Regions from separate parts of the Sus scrofa genome. Here region 1 is linked to region 2. Evidence: chromatin contacts called from public HiChIP or PLAC-seq data. All regions are on one chromosome and are shown on one strand. Each heading gives the region's core, a stretch centred on a gene start, on an enhancer-like site or on the middle of the called end of the contact. The rest is flanking DNA. Distances are from core to core; before and after follow the strand shown. Region 1 holds the start of LOC106510645 (myotubularin-related protein 9). Region 2 holds the start of TXLNA (alpha-taxilin).

Region 1 (5,096 bases), core at 489-2,988, 53 kb after region 2:
AGGATTGAGCCGAGGGGGGCAGAGCCAGAATAGAGCCGGAGCCCCGCAACAGCCGCCAGGCAACAGCCGGGCAACGAACTGGCCAGACCAGTGCAGAGAAGACCCAAGGAGGGAGCAGAGGCTTCTAGCGGCGGGGTCTGGGGAGGGGCGGGGCTCACAGTTCCGCTGGGAGCGTGGTAGTAGCTGAGAACCGGGAAGCGGCCTCCCTGGCGGAAGCGGGCGCTGCGCGCCAGGGCATCGTTGTTCACCGCTCGAGGCACGATCACAGCGCGGGGGTAACTGGGGCACAAACTGAAGTCCTCGTTCGCCTCGCTCAGCCGCCAAGCGTTGGTCTGTGGCACAAGAAGGAGCAAAGATCAGGTCTAGGGCTCCCAGTGAGTGCCCCGTCCCTGCTCCCCTTCCAGGGCCGGCTCTTCCACATTCCCAGGCCCCCACGACCGCGCCCACCTCGCGAGCTACTCTCTTGTAGTAGCTTTCGGGCGGGTGGAAGTGCCAGGCATCGCCCAATCTCAAGCTCTTGGGACGGTAGAAGAATGGAAAGGAGGTGATGACTGATTCCAGGGAGGACAGCGCCTGGGAAGGAAGTCAAGGCATCTGGGAAAGGTTGGAATCCAGCCCTCCGCACCGCAGCTCTCGCCTCTCCATCTACTCCAGAACCCTCTGCATCTCTTTGCCATTAGCTTTGCTCCAGAATAACACTGGATGCTGGGTCCCCTTGAGCGATAACCCCCGCTGACCCCCTCGTTAAGGGATAGGTAGCTTAAGGGCCTCTGGTGCACCCTTGGCGGACCTCGATGGAGCGGGCGATGTCCAGCGTCGCCTCCACGCCCTCTATTTCTAGCTGCAACACTCGCAGGTCCTTACAGCGCAGCGTGATGGTGCCGGAGTCACCCTCGACCCTAGAGATGTACGGGTTTAGGCTTAATGTCCCCCGCCCCCGACCAGGGGAGGAGAAGGGAGTTTCGTAGGGTCGCACGTTATGCAGGGGCGCACCAGCTCCAACAGCGCTTGCCCTTCCCCCTCTCCCTGCGGAGCCGCGCGCTCCCCAACTACCCGGACGTCGCCGCCACGTCTCTCACCGCTTCTCGATGGAGTCGACACTACGCAACAGCAGCAGCCACAGATCTGGAGTCGCCTGGGCCCCTGGCGACAGCAGCAGGTGGTGGCCGGTGACGCAGAGCGTGCCGCGCAGCGGGGGCGTCTCCGAGCCCCGCAGGAGCTCGGCTTGGGCTTGGCCCGTACGTATCAGCTCCGAGAACTCCATTCCTCCAGCGGAGGGCCTGGGGCCCGACAGGAGGACAGACTCTAGGAGCGTCAGGCGGGTGAGCGCGGACTCCGAAAGGGACAGGAACTGGCTGGGCAGCTGGCGACGCCGGCAGGACAGCTGTTAAGGAGGCCCCTTGGAGGAAAAGATCACACAGCGTCACAGGACCCCCCCCCCCCATTGCCAACACTTCTTAGTGAGACCCTGGGGCTAGTAGAAACTGTTAAGGAAACCTCAATTTCATCATCTGTGAAATGGGGAGAATAACCTTGGTAAAGCCCTTTACCTCCTGCCTGAGTTGCCGGAGGACCTCATTTTTGTGTGTTGCTGTTGTTTTTAATTCTGGGGAGCTGGCACTCCCACTGATTTCAAAAAATAAAGGAAAAGACCGTCTTTCTCCTGTACCCTGGTGGAAGGGGTAGAAAGGGTAGATGTGAAACGGGGAACTGTCTGCATCCTCCCCTACGGCGGAGGCAGGGTGGGGGGAAAATCCCCTGGTCCACCTTAAACACAAGCAGCTGTGTCGCTGGCGCCCCTCCCCCACCACAGCTGGAAGTCCCTGCCTGAGGGCGCCCTCTATGGGGGCCACTTCTGGTACAGAAGCCCCATCCCGCGTCTCTCCATCCTTCCACCAAACATGAATGGACTCTGCACCGAGCTGGGCCTTACATTGGGTGTTGAGACGCAAGGATGGCCGAGGGAAGTTCCGTTCACAGAGTTTTCAGCCTGGGAAAAGACGCACTTAAGCTGGAAGACCCATCCATCCAAGTGTTCTTATATTTCTTTAACACTGATGCCTACACCGTGTTAAAGGCTGATTACCAAGAAGAAATGTCTCCCTGCCTTTAACGAGCCTTCTGGTCTACCAGGTTTCAGGCTTTTGTGTGTGTGCAAGACCCTTCTTTCAAATAATGAAGTCATCGGTGGACCCTCCCCCCCATCATATAAACATAAAGTTGGAACCACTCTGTGAAAGGAATCAGACATAAAAGAGTACGAATTGTAAAATTCCAGACCAGCTGAAATCAGCTGGGATGGGAATTCCTCAGAAATGCAAATTATCAGGCCCTACCTGACATACACTGAATCTGAAGCTCTGGGAATGGGGCCCAGCAATCTGCTTAAACAAGCTTTCCAGGCAATTCTGATCCATGCTGAAGTTGAGAACACTGGAAAGTATACAAAAAGGCAAAGCGAATCTATGCTGTCAGAAATTAGGGTAGTATCACTGAAACCAAGTCCCCCTAAAACTAAGTTCTCTCTCTCTCTCTTTTTTTTTTTTGCATTTCTTTTTTTTTTTTTTTAAGATTTTTATTTTTTCGGAGTTCCCGTTGTGGCTCAGTGGTTAACAACGACTAGGAACCATGAGGTTGTGGGTTCGATCCCTGGCCGCGCTCAGTGGGTTAAGGATCCAGTATTGCCATGAGCTGTGGTGTAGATCACAGACCCGGCTTGGATCTGGCGTTGCTGTGGCTGTGGCTACAGCTCCGATTAGACCCCTAGCCTGGGACCTCCATATGCCGCGGGTGCGGCCCTAAAAAAGACAAAAAAACAAACAAAATAAAATAAAAATTAAAAAAAAATAAAAGCAAGTTCTCTTACTGAGTTTATGATTCTCTCTATCCAAACTTTAATCCCCTTTTTGTCCCCTTTGACCATAATCTTGTGCTAACTGAATAATCAACCAGAGTGAGGTGACTAAAATTGCTGTTGTCAGTAACATCACTAATGTACTAAAATTGCTATTCTAGATATCGTCATTAACAGACAAACTCCAGTTGTTTCTCCAGGGCAAGATGAGGTAACAGCTCATCAGCCCGAAGCCATGGACTCCCTAGCCAGATAATCTTAAACCAGAGACATCCTGACGCCTGAAACTACAATTAAGAAACGTCACATGAGTTCCTGTCGTGGCGCAGTGGTTAACGAATCCGACTAGGAACCATGAGGTTGCGGGTTCGATCCCTGCCCTTGCTCAGTGGGTTAATGATCTGGCGTTGCCGTGAGCTGTGGTGCAGGTTGCAGAAGCGGCTCAGATCCCGAGTTGCTGTGGCTCTGGCATAGGCCAGTGGCTACAGCTCCAATTTGACCCCTAGCCTGGGAAACTCCATATGCCGCGGAGCAGCCCATTGTGGCTCAGCAATAACAAACCCAACTAGTACGAGGACACAGGTTCCATCCCTGGCCTTACTCGGTGGGTTCAGGATTTGGCATTGCTGCAAGCTCTGGTGTCGATCAAAGATGCAGCTCACATCTGGCATTGCTGTGGCTGTGGCGTAGGCCAGCAGCTGCAGCTCTGATTCGACCCCTAGCCTGGGAACTTCCATGTGCTGCAGGTGCGGCCCCAAAAAGACAAAAAAAAAAAAAAAAAAAAAAAAGAAAAGAAAAAAGGAAATGAAGAAATGTCACAGAAACAGAAACGTCACAAGATGATGATTAATCCCAGCCTCTTTGTTCTTCCCCTTAAAAAAAACAAAAACAAAAATCTAACCCTCAAAGACCAAGTTCGAGTGGATCTGGGGCTTTTTTCCTACTCCTTTGTTGCCCCCACCCCCGAAGTGAACCCTTACTTTGTTGCAAAGTCAGATCTTGGCTTTTTGCATTTGGGGCACATGAGCAAGCCCTATGTTTGGTTACATTGCCCTTAGAAGAGTTGCGATAGGGCAGGAGCACAAAGGAGACTTCCTGGATGCTGGTAATATTCCTTCGCTCCATCTGGGTACTGCTTATATAAGTGTAATCAGTTTGGAAGAACTCATCAAGCCACATACTTCTGACATGGAAGTTTCTCTCTGTGTGTGTTACATTGCAACACAAAGTTTTAAAAAGGGAACTTCTCTGGTTGAAGCCCTGGGAGGGGCAGGGAGAAGAAGGTCCAGGAGCCCAATGCTGCATTTAGCCCCACACATCATCCTTGAGGAATTTCCAAGGGAACATGAAGTTCTTTAGAATAGAGCTTGAAATAATTGGTCTGTCTCAATAGAGGGTCAGTGACTTGTCCAAGGTCCCACAGAACCTATACCAGAACCAGATCTCTGACTCTCGAGCCAGGGATCTAGACACGATTCCCTTGCTGAAGGGCCAGTGACATGAGTGGACACAGGGCACAGCTTATCAGTCTCCTATCCCCTCCCCATTCCCTTAACCTTGGTCTTGGGAAGAGGTCCAAGACTGGTGTGGATGATGCTTTTCTTATCCTGGAGCAACTTCCTTTCTGGGAACTGGGTGTCTCCTTCTGGACAAAGACAATAAATTTTATCCAAGGGGCCAGAGGAGCAGGGCTCCCTCAGCCCCCACCCGGATGGGCATCACGTGGCTTCTGGGTTAGCAGTCCAGGAAAATCCCAGCCCTTTCACACGCACTTCCCACACCCATCTCCTTACGCACTCTGATATATTCAAGCCTCCCTGACCCACCTTGAACATTCACCATCCCACACTCCCTGGCACATCTCTTTCACCATCAGCTTCTGTCACCTCTTCCTGGGCAATATTCCCAGGCTTTCCCTAATCCCAGAACTGCAGCCTGTCATTCACTCCCAACCATGTCCCTGGGGCCACTGAAATTCCAGGCAGTAGGGGAAGAAGATGAGGAGGATGAGGAAGAAGAGAGCCTGGACTCTGTAAAGGCGCTGACGACCAAGTTGCAGCTGCAGACACGGCGGCCTTCATATCTGGAGTGGTCAGCCCGGGTCCAGAGCCAGGCCTGGCGCAAGGCCCAAGCTAGACCCGGACCGGAGGGACCTGGGGCCATCTGTGGCTTTGACTCAATGGAATCTGCCCTTGAGTGGCTCCGACAGGAACTGGTGAGTCTGGTGGGGTGGGCAACCTTA
Region 2 (5,372 bases), core at 2,860-5,359:
TGCCCCTGAAAAACAGCTTGGTTTCCCAGCTCCAGATCCAAGGAAAGTGAATCAAACCTTTTTCCTCACTGGTTTTTCTTTTCAAATTGATTTGCTTTTAAGAACTACAAACTCTGGCTATTATTTTCCATATTCTCAGGGCCCCTGGGTAGACAAGACAGAGCTTGATGATTTCAGAGCAGACATAAGCCAAGAAACCATGGCGCTGAGTGTGCTGAGTCCAGACAGACAAATGATATTTATATACACATCCAAATTTGAAGAGAAAATGTATTTCTTTAGGTTTCAAACACTGTAATAGATACAAAGCAAAAATAAAAACCTGTTGCAAAGTTCTAAATTGTGTTCTTTGGAATGATCCTAGACTGGATTTTTTGGAAATGAGCGAAAAGAGGGTGTTTAAACTTGTGGCCCAACAGTGGAATTGAGAATTGCAACAGCCTGATTCTGCTATAAAGAAATTTTTAAAATCAACTCTATTGAAATATGGACATACAGTAGATGGCAACATATTTAAAAAAATTTGTTAAGTGTTGACACACATCCACAAGACCACCACAATCAAGATAGTGAAGAAACCTATCTATCACCTCTAGAAGTTTCCACATGCCCCTTAGGAATCCCCTCTTCCTGCCTAACTCCCAACAACCACCAATCGGGAGTTCTGTCACTATGGTTCAGTTTGCATTTTCTAGAGTTTCTCTAAAGGATTTTCACATTTCTTCGCCACTCCCTTTGAGCCCAAAGTAGTTCACAAACTGCTCACGTTGGTTTAGATCAATTCCTAAAGCAGCAGCTGCAAGCCAGCAGCCAAAAAGTGTATACAATCCGAAAGGAAGGTTTTGGTTGGCTTATAGAGTATGTTTTAAATTTTAATTTGTGGCCAATATTGAAAAATAACAGTAATAAAGATGTATCTTTAAAAATATCTGGAACTCCTGAGCCTGAGTTTCTGCTTGAAAACAATGGGCAAGAGCTCTATTTAACCAGTCACCACCACTCCCAGTGGGCTCCCTGACTCACTGGCAGGTGCTAATACTGTTGCCATTTTCTTTTATGGCAAAGGAGAAAGTAACTTTCTAAATCTTCTTTCCTTGCCTGCCTGCTGTGCTCATTACTCAGCTGTAGGCCACTGTTGACCCTTCTTGGTACACATGCCACCCACTGCTCACCCCGTGCATACCTTGTCCTGGTATGTTCTTTATCTCTGCCTAGAACACCCTCTTCCTATAGAAATCCATCAAGGCCTGATTCATAGTTAATCTCCTTAAGCCATTAACCATATGCTTTTCTGAAAGTAATCAGGGCCTCAGTTTTGAGAGACTTGGATCTCAAACCTTTCAGAGCTTGAGTTCCATTATATGATTATACCAACATTACCTTTCACCGTAACCTGGTAAATGCTGCCTATGGGATAGGGAAGAGTACTGCCCAGAAGTCTCCTCAACCAGGGGAAACATTTACCATCTTAAGAGCCCTAAAACAATGCCCAGTTTGCACAATTTAAAACATTCTTGGAGGTCCTGCTGTGGTGCAGTGGGGGTTGGCAGCATTCCAGGAGTTCTGGGACATGGGTTCAGTCCCCGCCCAGCACAGCGGGTTAAGGATCCAGTGTTGCGACAGCTGTGGCTCAGATTTGATTCCTGGCCTGGGAGCTCCCTATGCTGCCGGGCAGCCAAAAAAAATTTTTTTTAAATAAAATATTCTCTGCCTTCTCTACCCCCAGACTGATGCTGGGCTTTAGGACTAGAGAATTTAGCCAAGAGTTATTGCAATTTTCAGGGACTTGTAAGCAATAATTTCAACACCTCATCGCTAGTGATGTAACAGAACTCTCTCCACACCTAGGGAGCTAGGATGAACTGCAGAGCACTGCAAAGGCTCTTTGAAGTGGGTGGGCCCCAAAAGGTTTTGTTTTACTCAGAAGGGCATTTTGGAAGGTGGTGCTGACTGGGAAAAAAAAAAAAAAAAAGCACAACCTAAACGTTGAGAGTTGTTTTATTTGGCAGACAAAACTGAGTACTTAAGTCCAGGATGCAGCTTCTGAGAGACTGTTCTGAAGACGTAAGGGAGAAGCCAGGATCTATAATAGTTTTTTTCAACAAACAGCAGGTAAATTACTGTTAATTAAAGAAAACCTGAGGAGTTCCCATTATGGCTCAGAGGAAATGAATCTGACTAGCATCCATGAGGATGCAGGTTCGATCCCTGGCCCCAGTCAGTGGGTTAAGGATCCGGTGTTGCCGTGAGCTGTGGTGTAGGTTACAGACATGGCTCAGACCTGGCACTGCTGTAGCTGTGGTGTAGGCCAGCCAGCTACAGCTCCAATTCAGCCTCTAGCCTGGGAACCTCCGTTTGCCGAGGGTGTGGCCCTAAAAGACAAAAAGAAAAAGAAAAGAAACGAAAACCTGATACTTCAAGTTAAGGAATTTAGCAGTTTTCTGTGTATGGGAAGATGCAAGAGTCTGGGCTTATTTCCTTTGATATGCAACTCAGCTAACTGGGGCCACTATCAGGTGCTTTTTCATCCTGAGTCTCCTCAGGGTGCTCTATGGGCTTGGGCGGGAGGGTGACTGCAGCACAGACTGCTAGATGGCAGGCAATTTGTTTCTACCCTGAGTTCCCCCAGGGCTCACCTTTGGGCAGCTGTAATGTGATGGCTTGATGGCTGCAACATCCTTTGTTTACTGATATGGCAGGTAACATTTTTTTCATCGACAATGGTATGGCACCTGCAAAAACCTGGGAAATCCTGGAAACAGTAAAAGTATAGCTGGAACAAAAAAGGCAGAGGGGGACGAAACATTGTAAATCAACTACGCTTTAATAATTTTTTTTAAAAGGCCAAGGGGATGAGGAGGATTGACAGGAAATAAAAGCAAAACCATTTAGGCATTAAATTTCAAGCACAGGAGTTCCTGTTGTGGCTCAGAGGTAAAGAATCCAACTAGCATCCATGAGGACACAGGTTCGATCCCTGGCCTCACTCAGTGGGTTAAGAATCTGGCATTGCCATGAGTTGCAGCGTAGGTCACAGATGTGGCTCGGGTCTGGCGTTGCTATGGCTGTGGTGCAGGCTGGCAGCCACTGCTCTGATTAGACCCCTAGCCTGGGAACTTCCATATGCCGCAGGTGCAGCCCTTAAAAAAAAAAAAAAAAAAAAAAAAAATCCAAGCACATAGGTTGCTGTGTTTTATTCTGTTGTCTACAGACAAATGGAAAAAGAATTGTGATTTCACATTTTGAGAAAAGCTTGGCTATTTTTCCCCTTTAGCACCAGTGCAACTGGGACTTGGTAGGAGTGGGCCAAAGAAAAGGCTCAGGAATCTGCTGAAACCAAACTTCCCCTTACAGGGCCTCAGCACCTTCCAAAGAGGGACTCAAGGTGGAAATGGGGATGGGAAATTAAGTATTTACTTTTCCAAGTTACCTTGACTCACCCTCAAGGAAAGCGCATCATGGTGATTATTTCTTCCTGAGTAAGAAGCAGGGTAGTCCAGTAGTTGAGATGGGTGCCAGACTTCCTGGCTTTGAAACTGCTCTAATCAGTCAATAGCTATGTGACCTTGGACAATCACCTAACAGGTGTAAATTGAGAGTAACAAATACTACAGTATTTATCTGGAGTAGTTACTGGGAAAGCTAGCATTCAAAGAACTACTGTTATTAAAATTTTCTATAGGAATACGGAAATCGAGGCTCTGGGAATGAAAAGAATGCCCGGTCACATAACAAATTAGTGATGAAATTAGGACTGGAAGGAATACAGATCTGATGTCCAGCACCGTATTTTATCCCTCGTCCTCAGAGTTCCTAGATAGTCACAGATATCCTCAGCAGGAGGGAAGGACGGGGTTGAGGTGTGCGGGGAAAAAGCAGCCAGGCGCAAGGCTCTGGGAGCTGAATCATAACTTCTGCGTGATGGAAAGGAGGTTGACGTGAGTACCAGTGCAGAATGACTGGCTGCTTTCGGACCTCCTGGGTCTGGGCTCCAAGAACGAAAGCCCTGTTGCAGCTTGGGAGTCGGGATCAGCCCGGTGCATGGAGGGACATGTAGTCCTTTCTGTCCCTCCACCCCCCCACTCCGCCTTCCCAACTCACCCGCCTCAGAGGCCGCCTTCGCTTCAACTTTCCCAGCAAGCCCCGCGAGAGCGCGGGCTATTGATTGGCCGCGGCGCGAGCAGGCGGCTCTGCCGGCAGCAGTTACCCAGGGTTTCCGGTGAGAGGCCAGAGCAGGAGAAGCCGTCGGGACGTCGGCGGTGGGGTGCGTATTGCGTCGGTTAGGGGTACAAGGCAAGCAGAGGGCCCGGGGCCCGACGCCTTCGGACGGTTCAGGGAATTACGCCGATTCCGCACGAGGACTCGGGCTGGAGTGCAGGGGCCGAGGCCTGTGCGCATGCGCGGGCGGAGCGCGCGGCTGGAGGGCGCGCGGGGCGTGGGTGGCTGCGCGCGCGCGCGGGGGGGTGGGCACACGTGGGGCCTGGGGGGCGGGGAGGAACCGGGAATCCAGCGTCCCGCCACGTCAGTCCCTGGGCCTGAGCCTGTCCGGCGCACGGGCTGTGGTGAGAGGGCTGGGTTGTGCCGGGGAAGTAGCTTCGGGGAAAAAGGAGGCCTCCTCTCCCCTGCTGTTGGGCACACCAGACTTCCCTGACCGACCAGAGATAGGGAGCCCCACTGGCTCCCATCCGAGGAAGGCCGGTCGGTTTAAGAAGCTTTGCGGGTCCGGTGTGGAGATATCAGATCCAGGCTGCGAAGAATTGTTTAAAGTCTGGAAAATAGCAAGTGTATTTGTTTCTATAGGTTCTGCTCATAACCTAACGTTGCAAACAACAATGAAGAACCAAGACAAAAAGAATGGGGCTGCCAAGCAATCTGGCCACACTTCCAACCCCAAAAACACCCCGGGGCAACCGGAAGCAGGACCAGAGGGAGGCCAGGGGCGGCCCAGCCAGTCTGCTCCCACGACAGAAGCTGAAGGTTCCACCAGCCAGGCTCCAGGGAAGGCTGAGGGTGTGTGCCAGCTCTGCTTTTCCAATGGGCAGGGGGAGGAGTTTATGGTGCGTCAGTCTAGCTTCTGGGGTTAGAAGCCAAGGCCACTGTTTATCCAGAAGGGAGGAAATGTAGAATGAGGGGAGGACACCACTGAGTCCTTGAGTGCCCACTCTGCGCTGGGGAGTTGATAGAGCCTCCCACCCTAAGCACAGGGACAGAACTCTCCTGAGAGAAGCTTCTGACAGGATTAAGTCAGGTTGGCAGTCAAATGAGGCACCCAACCAGCAAATCAAAAACACCACTTTCAGCAGTGGGTAACTGCTATTCCTATTTGAGGCATTTCTGGAACTTTTTTTTTTTTTTCTTTTTTTTCTGTTTCT

The links. HiChIP or PLAC-seq counts read pairs in DNA pulled down with a chosen protein or histone mark.
Region 1: an H3K27ac HiChIP or PLAC-seq map of skeletal muscle shows a contact between it and region 2. The contact joins the promoter of LOC106510645 here to the promoter of TXLNA in region 2. A contact is called at or near these places in 1 of 5 promoter capture datasets (liver), 4 of 47 Hi-C or Micro-C datasets (embryonic fibroblasts, heart right ventricle, liver and 1 more) and 2 of 2 datasets of contacts at active chromatin or transcription factors (alveolar macrophages and skeletal muscle).

Annotation. Positions count from the first base shown.
Region 1 is chr6:88,711,110-88,716,205 of Sscrofa11.1, forward strand. It overlaps LOC106510645 (myotubularin-related protein 9), which reads right to left and starts at 1,739. Exons shown (of 11, transcript XM_021095804.1): 1 at 1,551-1,739; 2 at 1,080-1,399; 3 at 791-899; 4 at 448-573; 5 at 159-332. The coding sequence starts at 1,264. It overlaps FAM167B (protein FAM167B), which reads left to right and starts at 4,601. Exons shown (of 3, transcript XM_005665176.3): 1 at 4,601-5,069. The coding sequence starts at 4,809.
Region 2 is chr6:88,655,942-88,661,313 of Sscrofa11.1, forward strand. It overlaps TXLNA (alpha-taxilin), which reads left to right and starts at 4,110. Exons shown (of 11, transcript XM_003127774.6): 1 at 4,110-4,264; 2 at 4,801-5,010. The coding sequence starts at 4,833. It overlaps KPNA6 (importin subunit alpha-7), which reads left to right. Exons shown (of 14, transcript XM_021095806.1): 14 at 1-340.